2 separate regions of the Mus musculus genome follow, and region 2 is linked to region 1. The links are chromatin contacts, called in public Hi-C maps. All regions are on one chromosome and are shown on one strand. The core of a region is the stretch at or near the end of the contact, and the rest is flanking DNA. Distances in the headings are between cores, read along the strand shown.

Region 1 (5,552 bases), core at 1,206-3,705:
AGAGAAGGGCAATATGCGTTCTTATGTGGGATGACAAAGGGATATGTTCTTTTCCTGTTCACAGCAACATCTCAACTTATAAGAAAGGCAAATAACTCTCTATTTATAATGGGTAAGTTGAGGTGGCAGGCACTTGTAATCCCAGCACTGGAGAGACAGAGGTAGGAGGAGCTACAGATTAAACTGGGAGTCTCAAAAAATTAAAAATAAATAAAAATAAAAATGGGGCTGGGCCAGTGAGATGGCTCAGCTGGTAAAGGTGGGTGCTGGCAAGCCTGGCATCCCCAGTTCAATCCCCAGGACTCACATCAGAAAGGAGAAAACTGACTCTGGGAAGTCACTGTCTGACCTCCACATACATGCTCAACACATACACACAACAACAGCAATAAAATAAAGCAAAACGCAGAGGGTGGGGACCAGGAACTCCAGGTCAGTCCTGGGCTACATGAGAACTTGTCTAAAAAAAAGAAAATAAAACCTAACTAAATAAATGAGGAACATTCACAATGTTACTTTACTGAAAAAACAAAAACAAAACAAAAAGATACTTGCCTCCGCCTCTGCTGCCAACAGCCTCTTCTTGGCTATCAATTGTTTCATGGTAATGTGACCTACGGGAAATAAGGATAATTGGATATTTAAAACTGAACCTTAAGTTGATATCCTGCAGCAGTGAACCATTAAGCTGGAAGCAAGCAAACATAAAGACTAGTACACACATCATGGTGCAAACACAGCGCACCCTTCAGAGAGAAGCACGGCAGTCTAGGGTGGGTCCATGTACAGTTATGGGTCCACTTCTGGCAAGGTGAGAAACGAGGCCCCTGAACAGATCTTCACATGAGACTGTGAAGATACCAAACAAAATATTAAGAATGAAAACACTTGCTTTTAAAGCTCATTGCTGGGACTGGAGGGCTCTGTGGCTGAGTGCTTGCTGCTCTTGCAAAGGCCCTGAGTTCATTCCCAACCCTCAAGTCAGGCCATGCACAACTGCCTGGTCCTTTCTCCAGGGCACCCCTTGTAGCCTCCCAGGGCACCCGCACTCACATGTGCATAAATACATAATTAAGCTTTTTTTTAAAATCTTTTTATAAATTCATTGCAAAGCTGGCCCAAGACCACAGAATGAAAGATTTAAAAAGCTAGAACCCTAAGTGACACGTGATAAACACATGGATTCTTGCCAAAAGCTAGAGCTTTTGCCCACTGGCGGCCACACAACATGTGGACCTTTCACTACACAGGACCCAAGGCCAGGCTCTTTACAGAATGGCAAAACCTAGGGCCTGTTTGGACTTCAGACTTGGAAGTCGAATAGAATACCACCTTAGTGCTAAGGATCCACATGGCCACGTCCTCAGGGTCCTAGACAGAAACAGAAGGTAAAAGAAAGGAAAGTGTCTCTCCTTCAAAAGACCGGAACAGAGTCCCCTGAAACCTTGCAACACTCCAGTGGATTTTGCAACCTAAAGTTTTGTTATCTCAAAAACCTCAGAGTGTGTTTGTTTAACAGCAAACTCGAGCTGCGTTCCTAGACTGCCAATAGATAAATACAATTCCTCCCAGGAAGGTCACAGAATCAGCCAAGGCCTTCAACAATTCTAACAGACAGAGCTCTGAGCACAGAGAAGCCTGTCCTGGTTACAAACCAAAGAGAAACAGCAGGGGCGAAACAAAGGGGCTCAGGTCAGAAATATTAGACATTAGTAATGCCATGTAGACAATTCATTTATGTACATACATACATACATTTTATGTATATGTATTTGGCATATTTTATGTTTAATTACATATATATGTATAGATAAATAGTCTTAAATAATAATGAAAAAATGATGGTAAGCATATGCTAAAATGATTTTTCCAGAAAAAAAATTGTATGAAGACTTGTTAGGTTCCTGGGACTTGTATCTTGGTCGAACGTCAACCTTGCGTTGCTTTCCAATATTGTATTTAATATGCTTTTCTCCAAAAGTCAGATTATATACTTATTTTCTAGGTTACCAACTGCATGGTAAATCAGTGTTGTCCAAAGTTGTACTCACTAACTATATAGCCCAGGATGGCCTCAAACTCACAGTAATCCTCCTGCCTCTGTTTGGATTACCAACACTCACCAAGTTAAAGTAAAGCTCTGTTTTATTTTCAAACAGTATCTCACATAGCCCAGGCTGGCCTTGAACTCCTGATCTGCCTGCATACAGCTCACGAATTAGGATTATAGGTGGTAACACCACACCCTGCTTAATAAGGGTTTTTTAAAAGCTACAAAATAAGACTTTTAGGTAAGTTGGCAAACTGCAATCTGCCTCTATGACACAGTACAAAAGTGTCAAAATTAAAACACAGACTCTATTCCAAAAAGGAAGTGTTTCTGAAACCCTTCAAGCATGACAGTCAAATGAGTAGAAACAGGACATGTGGCTCGGGGTTCACCACACCTATCTCATCCAGGAAATAAACCAGGAAGTCTGGTGAGAAGAAACAGACAGCCTGCCCACAGGCCGGAGCCAGCTCCCACAAGCTTCTAACTACTTCTAGTTTTGCTGAGAGTGTGACTTCTCTGTCAGGACTGGTGATAGCAGCTGAGAAGGGCTGCTCCAACTCAGAGAGCTAGGGTGAGTGCCATCTTAAGAAGAAACCTATGGTTAAAAGTGAACTGGGGGTGGGGTGAGGAGGGGCGGTGGTGGTGCATCCCTTTGATCCCTGCACCTCAGAAGGCAGAGGCAGGTGGATTTCTGAGTTAAAGGCCAGCCTGGTCTACAGAGTGAGTTCCAGGGCTACACAGAGAGATCCTGCCTTGTAAAACCAAACCAAACAAACAAACACATTAAAGAAACAGAACAAAAAGCACCTGGGCTGAGAATGGTAAGATGGCTCAGCTGGTAAAGGTGCTTCCTGCCAAGACCGAAGGCCTGAGTTCAAGTTCCCAGGACCCACATGATAGGAGGAGAACACCGACTCCCAACACTTGTCCTCTGATGCCACACATGTGCCACAGCACAGTGATACTGGGGGGCAGTAGGAACATAACGGAAGGTCACCTAGAGTTCAAGGCCAACCTGGGCTATAGAGTAAATGCTGTCTCAAAGCAACAAGTGCTGTGAGATAGCTCAACCATCTATCTGTCTTCAGTACCTGGAACCCAGAGTAGACCAAAGTTCCAACTCCCGAAGCTGACCTCTGACCTCCACACATGCTGTGACTGACCTCTGACCTCCACACATGCTATGGTACATGTGCACCCACACTCACACATGTACATCATACACATACAATAAATAATAATAATAATAATAATAATAATAATAATAAAAGCAAAGGAAATAGAAACCCATCTTTGTGTATTAACTTAAAAATTAATTTTAAAAACTGAAATGGAAGATATGACAGTATAGTTGGTTTAGACATAATAGCAAAATACAAAAAAATCCTGACTTTAAGATGCAATTCTTTAAACAACAGCTCTTCCCAGCAGTCCATTTAGCCCTTGTGACCCAACTATCCTGCAGTTTTCCTCTAGCAAATCCTGCGAAGATGATTTACCCTTCTCCCTACCCTGCTCTGTGGGCTCTGAACTGCTAACCCTTTACCTGGAAACTCACTACCAATCTCTAAAAAGTATAACTACGAGGTGACAGATAGGCCTGGTCTAACCACTGCCAACACTGTCAAGATCTGATCCATACACATAATCAGTTACTTCACTGATAACTTGTAAAGAATGTGTCACACATCAATAAGTTAAGCAAAACCCAGTGGGGGGGGGGGGCGGGGAGCAGGAGTTTGTACCTGTTCTGTTTTCAAAATAAATAAGCTAACTCAAAGAAACGTCATGTCCATTGCCACGTGGCCAGTGCATAATTGAGCCTAACGAAAGCCACATTTTCCGACGTTCCCAGTCACACAGCATTAGGAGCACTCAAAAACCTAAGCTTGAAGCAAAAGCACTCTTCCTGGTGGCCATGGAGTGCTGCAAGGTGACAAGTGATTTTATAGGCTTCAGTTCTTATAAAGAACATTTGTCTGCTTGCAGCAAGTACAGACTTAACTAATGCTTAGGCAGTGACCAGCAAGGCTGTGTGGCTTACTGAAGGCCAGACTAACTTTACAATTCTGAGTACTGCTGGAAAGAAGGTTAAATGGCTAGGAGCACTGTAGAAGACCCAGGTTCAATTCCTAGCACGTACATTATAACTCAAAACCATCTGTAGATCCAGTGCCCTCTTCTGACCTCTATGGGTACCAAGTACACATGTGTACACATATATACACATGCCAGCAAAATACTCATACACAAAAGCATTTCTTTAACCTTCTCATTTTTTTTCCCTAAAACAGACTACTTTCATCCTAGCTTTACTGTGCTTGCCAAAAAGAGATAAAAATAAGAGTAATTTGAAAGCTGTCAGGGGGTGGGCAAGGGGGGGGGGTTGAAGAGAGGCTCAGGGGTTAAGAGCACTAACTGTTCTTCCAGAGGTTCAATTCTGAACAGCTGCATAGAACTCACAACTGTCTGTAACTCCAGTTCCAGGGGTTCTGTGGCATCCTAACGCAGGCAAAACACCAATGCACATAAAACAAAAAAAAGTGTGTGTGTGTGCGTATTATGTATGTATATGTGTGTGTATGTGTATTATGTATGTATGTATGTATGTATGTGTGTATTATGTATGTATATATGTGTGTGTATGTTTATGTGTGTGTGTGTGTGTGTATGTTTGTGTGTGTGTGTGTGTGTGTGTGTGTGTGGTGTGTGGTGGTGGTTTTCTGATAAGGTCTCAGTTATCTGAGGGTAACCTCAAACTTACTATGTAAATGAAACTAGCCTTGGCCTGTTGACTCTCCTGCCTTCACCTCTGTAGGTAACTGGACTCACAGATGCACATACCCCTATACACAAAAATAAATAAGTAAAAATAAATCTTTAAAAAAAAAAAACCCAGCAAAATTTAAAACTTCAGTAAAGGTTGCTTGACAGAAAATATATCCCTTGAAGAGACATTTCTAACAAGAATGTTCAGACAGCCAGCACGGTCGCACAGACTTTGATCCCAGTGTCCTGAAGGCAGAGGTAGGCGGCTCCACAGGGCTCTACCCAGAATTCTAGGACAGCCAGGGCTACAGAGAAACCTTGTCTCAGAAAAAAAAACAAGAAAGGCCATTCAAACATCACCAGACCAGGTCAAAGAACACGCACTCCTTTCCTTGATAGAAATCCACAATTTTCTGGCAATCTCAAAACCCAAGACTGTGACGTTTATTCACAGTAAAAGCAGGTCTTCAGTCCCTGAGCAACCTTTATGACCTGCGGTTTTACTTATCAGCCTGTAATTGTACCCAAGAACCTCAGGAAACCCCGTGACCTCATTTACTGGAAAAGAGGAGGGGAGAAGTGGCCGAGAAACTCTCTGAAGACCATCAACGCCACTGAGATCACAGATAAGGATCCTAAGACACTCCCGGGAAGCCTGCACCACACTCAGGTACGTACCACCCTCTGCCTAAGCCTCAGTAGCTCTTTCAACTTTGAGTGCTTGTTTTTG
Region 2 (5,687 bases), core at 2,442-4,941, 77 kb after region 1:
TCATACCCTTCTGTGAAAATATCTGGCTATAGCCCAGTGTCCAACCCAGTTAGGTTTCTATTGCTATGATGAACACCATAACCAAAACTAATTTGGGGATGAAAGAGTTTATTTCACTTTACAACTCACAGGTCACACTCCGTCATGGAGGGAAGTCAGGACATGAACTCAAGGGAAGAACATGGAAACAGGAACTGAAGCCAAAACCACGAAAAAGTGCTGCTTTGTGGACTTACTTCCATGGCTTGCTCATCGAACTTTCTTTTTTTTTTTTAGATTTATTTATTTATTATATGTAAGTACACTGTAGCTGTCTTCAGACACACCAGAAGAGGGCATCAGATCTCTGTTACAGGTGGTTGTGAGCCACCATGTGGTTGCTGGGATTTGAACTTTGGACCTTTGGAAGAGCAGTCGGGTGCTCTTACCCCCTGAGCCATCTCACCAGCCCCTCATCGAACTTTCTAATACCATCCAGGATCACCTAGCCAATCGGCACTGCCCACAGTAGGCTGGGCCCTCCCACACCCATCATTAAGAAAATGCCCCTGAAGATGCACCTACGGGCAATCTGATATAGGTATATTCTTAGCTGAGGTTCCTCTTTCCAGAGAACTCTAGCTTGCATCAAGTTGACAAAAAACCAAGCAGAACAGTAGAAACCTAGATCTGCATAATTATAGTGTGAGCCTGGAGGAGAGGCAAGGCTCAGCAAGAGAACTGCTGTGTCAGAATTCTACTTATACCCTATGATTCTATTTACACTTATTGATCTTATAAATGTGAGTGTTTTGTCTGCATGTATGCATGTGCCCAAAGTGTGTGCCTGGTACCACACGTAGGTCAGAAGAGAGTGCTGAATCCCCTGGAACTAGAATTACAAATGGTTATGAACCACCAGGTCAGTGCTGGAGACAAACCCGGATCCTCTGCAAGAGCATCAGATACTCTAAACCACTCGGCCATCTCTCAAGCCCCTTGCAATGACATTTATTTTAAAAATGTCACACCTCTGTTTACACATAATAATTATAAGTAGAAGCTGGGCAGTGGAAGCACACGCCTTTAATCTTTAGAGGCAGAGACATGGGGATCTCTGTGAGTGTGAGACCAGCCTGGGCTACAGAGTGAGATCCAGGACAGCCAGAGCTACAAAGAAAAACCCTGTCTCGAAAGAAAGAAAGAAAGAAAGAAAGAAAGAAAGAAAGAAAGAAAGAAAGAAAGAAAGAAGGAAGGAAGGAAGGAAGGAAGGAAGGAAGGAAGGAGAGAGAGAGAGAGAGAGGGAGGGGGGAAGGAGAGAGGGAGGGAGGGAAGAGGGAGGGAGAGAGAGAGAAAGAGAGAGAGAGAAAGGGCTGGAGAGATAGCTCAGTGGTTAAGAGCACTGATTGCTCTTCCAGAGGTCCTGAGTTCAATTCCCAGCAACCACATGGTGGCTCACAACCACCTGTAATTGTATCCGATGCCCTTTTCTGGTGTTTCTAAAGACAGCAACAGTGTACTCATAAATAAATTAAATAAATCTTTAAAAATAAATAAAATAAAAAACAAAACAAAAACAAAAAAAACAAACAAAAGAAAAAAACCCAAGTCATACTCCAAGTCTTGCTCCTGCATCTTTGACCTGGGGTGGAAGAAGCCAAAAATGGATAAATTCCCACTCTGTGACCACGAGGTATCAGATGAAGATGAGTGCCTCTCCTCTAAAACCCTGGAGGCCATGTGTGTGACAAGCAGCAGGTACAGTTGTGGCAAGATGGCTGTCTTATTCGGATGAGGCTCCACCCTTTCCCATCATCGACATCACAATGCTGTCCTGTGCAGAGGATGAGAGACTCCCGGCAGAAACTGGGCATCTGTGAGAAGCTCCAGAGCACAGTGGCCAGGTTCCTATTGTCCAAGCATCAAGTTCATGAACACCAAGCTGCAGAACTAGGAACGTGAGATCGAGGGCTGTGTAGGGCCAAGTTCAAGGTCCCTGGCTGTCAGAAGACCCACATCTCAAACAAGCAGGGCTTCTTGTTTTGAAAACATGAGAAGCGCTCATTTCTGACGGCTGTGGGATTAACTATGTCTCTGCGTGTGGTCCTCTGGACAAGTAGTAGGCCTTGAACTTGTGAGGGCTTCCTCCGTGCTCAGAAATCATGCCCTACCAGTAATGTTCACTGACAACTCTCACATCCAGCCTCCAAACAAAACACCCAATACAATATGATCGACATCTATAGTATGTATACCATCCAGGACCATATATACGTGTTTTGGGGTTTTTTTGGGGGGGGGGCGGGTTGAGACAGGGTTTCTCTGTATAGCCCTGGCTGTCCTGGAACTCACTCTGTAGACCAGGCTGGCCTCAAACTCAGAAATCTGCCTGCCTCTGCCTCTCAAGTGCTGGAATTAAAGGCGTATGCCACCACTGCCCGGCTTATACGTGTATTAATATACGAAATTGTCGAGTATTTTAAAAGTAATTTTTTAAATCTAAAAAGAAAAGAATAGTAACAAGGAAGAAGTGGGGGGGTGCAGAAGAGAAGAGTGAGGAGAAAGCATGACTATTTAAACCTCTACACAGAGCAGGCAAGTCAACTCAGCGGTTGAAGGTGCCTGCAGCCATGCTCATGGCCAGAATTCAATCTGCAGGACCCAGGACTGGAAGAAGAGAACTAATTTCTGGAAATTGTTCTCTGACCTCCACAAGTGCCGTACATAGCACGTCTACACAAATACTCACAAAAATAAATAAAATAAAACAGCAACATCAGAGCTGGGGTAGGACTTAGCGGTAGAACCCTTGCCTTGCTTGTAAAGGCCCTCAGTTTTATTCCAGGTACCACAAAAATAAGTAAAAATAAAAACAAAACAAAAAACCCAAAAGCTACATTAAGAGCTTGCTGGCGCTTGCAAGATCACACAGAAGAGTGTGACAAACACTTGCACTATAGCAGTTCTCATAAAAACAGATTTCCTTGACCAGTGGCAGCGCAGGCCTTTAATCCCAGTACTCAGGAGGCAGAGGCAGACGCTTTCTGAGTTCGAGGCCAGACTGGTCTACAGAGTGAGTTCTAGGACAGCCAGGGCTACACAGAGAAATCCTGTCTTGAAAAACCAAAACCAAACCAAAATAAAACAAAACAAAAAAATCTCCAAACCAAACCAAACAAACAAAAATCCCATGGTGCTGCTATTTATTGACTGAGTATTTTGGCTGCCTTGAGTTTCCTGTCTGAGAACTGGGATAATAATAGCACATGGGTTTATTATTAGGTTTTAAAAAGACGTGTATAAATGCTTAGTATCTGAAGCACAGTGACCAGCACCCAGTAAGTAACTATTATTATTTTAAAGGGTACAGATGTGAGGGGAAATGCTATCGCCCAAACCTATTCCTCAAATCCCATTCATCAGAGCTTCTCTTTAGCAACCTCCATCCTGTCTGGATGTCTTTTCACCCCTTGCACCACTAGTGAACACCCTGTCTTAGTTAGGGTTTTATTGATGTGAAGAGACACCATGACCATGGCAACCCTTACAAAGAAAACCGCTTAACTGGGGCTGGCTTATAGATTAGTCCATTATTGTCAAGGCAGGAAGCATGGCCACATACAAACAGACATGGAGCTGGAGGAGGAGCTGAGAGTTCTACATCTGGCTCTGCAGGCAGTAAGAAAGAAGACTGAGACACTCGGCTTTGCTTGAGCTTCTGAAACCTCAAAGCCTACCTACTTCCTCCAGCCACCCCACAGCTACTCCAACATGGCCACACCTCTTAATAGTGCCAGTCCTATGAACCTCTAGGCCACCTTCATTCAAACTTCCACACAGCCCATATAAATTCCTTTTTTAAAAAGTATTTATCCCTGTGGCATACATGTATACACAGTACTCTGGTCATTTTCATCCCTCCATTACCCCTATTCCTCTCCCCTTTCTTGTGGCTTTCTATCTAGTCCTATCCCATGCTACTCTCTCTTATCTAAGTACAATCCAAGTCTCTACTCTCTACTTATCTAAGTACAATAAAGGAAAAATGATGTCAAATAATAAAAGATATTTATTTTTTTAGATAAGCCTTGAACTCATAGAGATCCCCCTGCTTCTGCCTGCCATTCACTGGGCTCAAAGGTGTGCACCACACACCCAGCAATGCAAAGATTCTTTTAAGAGGGCCCATAAGGCTGTGCGTGACAGCACAGTGCCTGTGGTCACAGAACTTGGGAAGCAGACTATGCTGGTTCCTTTTTGTCAGCTCGACACAAACCTAGCTATATCTGAGAAGACGGAATCGTGAATGAGAAAAACGCTCCATAAAATGGACCTAAGGCAAGCCCTGGGAGCCATTCATGGATTAATGATTGTTGTGGGTGGACTGAGGGCACCTCGGGCCACCAGTGCCAACCCTGGACAGATGGTTCTGCCTTGTATGAGAATGCAGGCTGAACAAACCTGGAGCAAGAAGTAAGCAATGTCCCCCTGCCCCCCTAGCTTCTGCTATGTCAGTTCCTACTTCCATGTTCCTGCTTTGAGTCCCCTCCCTGAGTTCCCTGTGTGCTCTGGTAGTTGTGAGAGGAGATAAACCTTTTTCTCCCCAAGCAGCTTTTGGTCACAGTATTGTATCACGGCGATAGGCACCCCATCTAAGACACAGAGAAAGGGGGACAGTGAATCTGAGAACAACCCGAGCCACAAAGCAAGACTTTGTCTCAAAAATAGAAAACAAACAAGCAAACCCAAAAACAAAATGAGGGCTTGGCAAGATAGCTCAGTGGGTAGAGGTGCTTGCTACCAGTCCTGGCAACGTGAGTTTGATCCCTGAAACATGATGGAGAGAGAGAGAAATGGCTTCTGCAAGCTATCTTCTCATCTTTGCTCAGACATTGTGGTACATGCCCGTGCACGCATACCTCTCCAAATAGAAACTAAATGTAAACTGTTCTTAAAAGCACTGACTCCCCAGTTTTCAGCCTTGTTTGTATATGTTAAATACCTAGAGGGTCATTTAAGATGTATTTACTTATTTAATGTCTGAGTGCTCTATCTGCATATACACCTACATGCCAGAAGAGGGCATCAGATCACATATTATACAGATGGTTATGAGCCACCATGCGGTTACTGGGATTTGAACTCAAGACCTCTGGAAGAGCAGCCAGTGCTCTTAACTGCTGAGCTATCTCTCCAGTCCCAGACATTTTCTCCTCCTCCTCCTCCTCCTCCTCCTCCTCCTCCTCCTCCTCCTCCTCCTCCTCCTCCTCCTCCTCCTCCTCCTCCTCCTCCTCCTCCTCCTCTTCCTCCTCCTTCTTTTTAATAGATTAAGTGGAGGGCCATTTAAACTCAGCAAGATTATGTTCAGTTAAGACATTATAGATTCTTTAACCTATGTTGATGATAGAAGGTCTTTTTGAGGTTGGCTTTTGAGTTTGGGGCTTTAGTCTCTTCCAAAATAAGCTTTTTGTTCTTTGAGACAGGGTCTTAGTATGCAGTCCTGGGTGGCCTGGACTTTACTATATAGACCAGGCTGGTCTCAGACTTACAGAGATCTGCCTTTCTCTTCTCCCCAACATTGGGATTAAAGGCCTATGACACCCTGCCAGGCTAGGTAGAACTAAGCAATTTTTCCCTTGGCTAGTTTGGAGTTCGCTTTTGAGGCTCCATCGAATGCCCAATGGAACCATACAAATGATTACCCCCGC

The links. Hi-C and Micro-C count contacts between places; a contact is called where the count stands out from the background.
Region 2: a contact with region 1 is called in a Hi-C map of liver, with 1.6 times the contacts expected there. The contact joins two enhancer-like sites. A contact is called at or near these places in 9 of 484 Hi-C or Micro-C datasets (CD4 T cells, the G1E-ER4 cell line, Th1 cells and 4 more), 5 of 115 datasets of contacts at active chromatin or transcription factors (the HPC-7 cell line, bone marrow-derived macrophages, differentiating embryonic stem cells and 2 more) and 3 of 9 other capture datasets (adipose tissue, liver and pancreatic islet).

Annotation. Positions count from the first base shown.
Region 1 is chr1:156,457,391-156,462,942 of GRCm38.p6, forward strand. It overlaps Soat1 (sterol O-acyltransferase 1), which reads right to left. Exons shown (of 16, transcript NM_009230.3): 3 at 556-614. Among named protein-coding and RNA genes, the nearest start is that of Soat1, 14 kb to the right of the region's middle. Within about 2 kb of position 2,456, at least 137 of the 459 cell types and tissues checked have an H3K27ac peak or open chromatin away from gene starts, as enhancers often do. A contact at or near this core is called in microglia, where this site is marked.
Region 2 is chr1:156,533,525-156,539,211 of GRCm38.p6, forward strand. It overlaps the pseudogene Gm17975. Among named protein-coding and RNA genes, the nearest start is that of Abl2, 22 kb to the right of the region's middle. Within about 2 kb of position 3,692, at least 17 of the 459 cell types and tissues checked have an H3K27ac peak or open chromatin away from gene starts, as enhancers often do. A contact at or near this core is called in microglia, where this site is marked.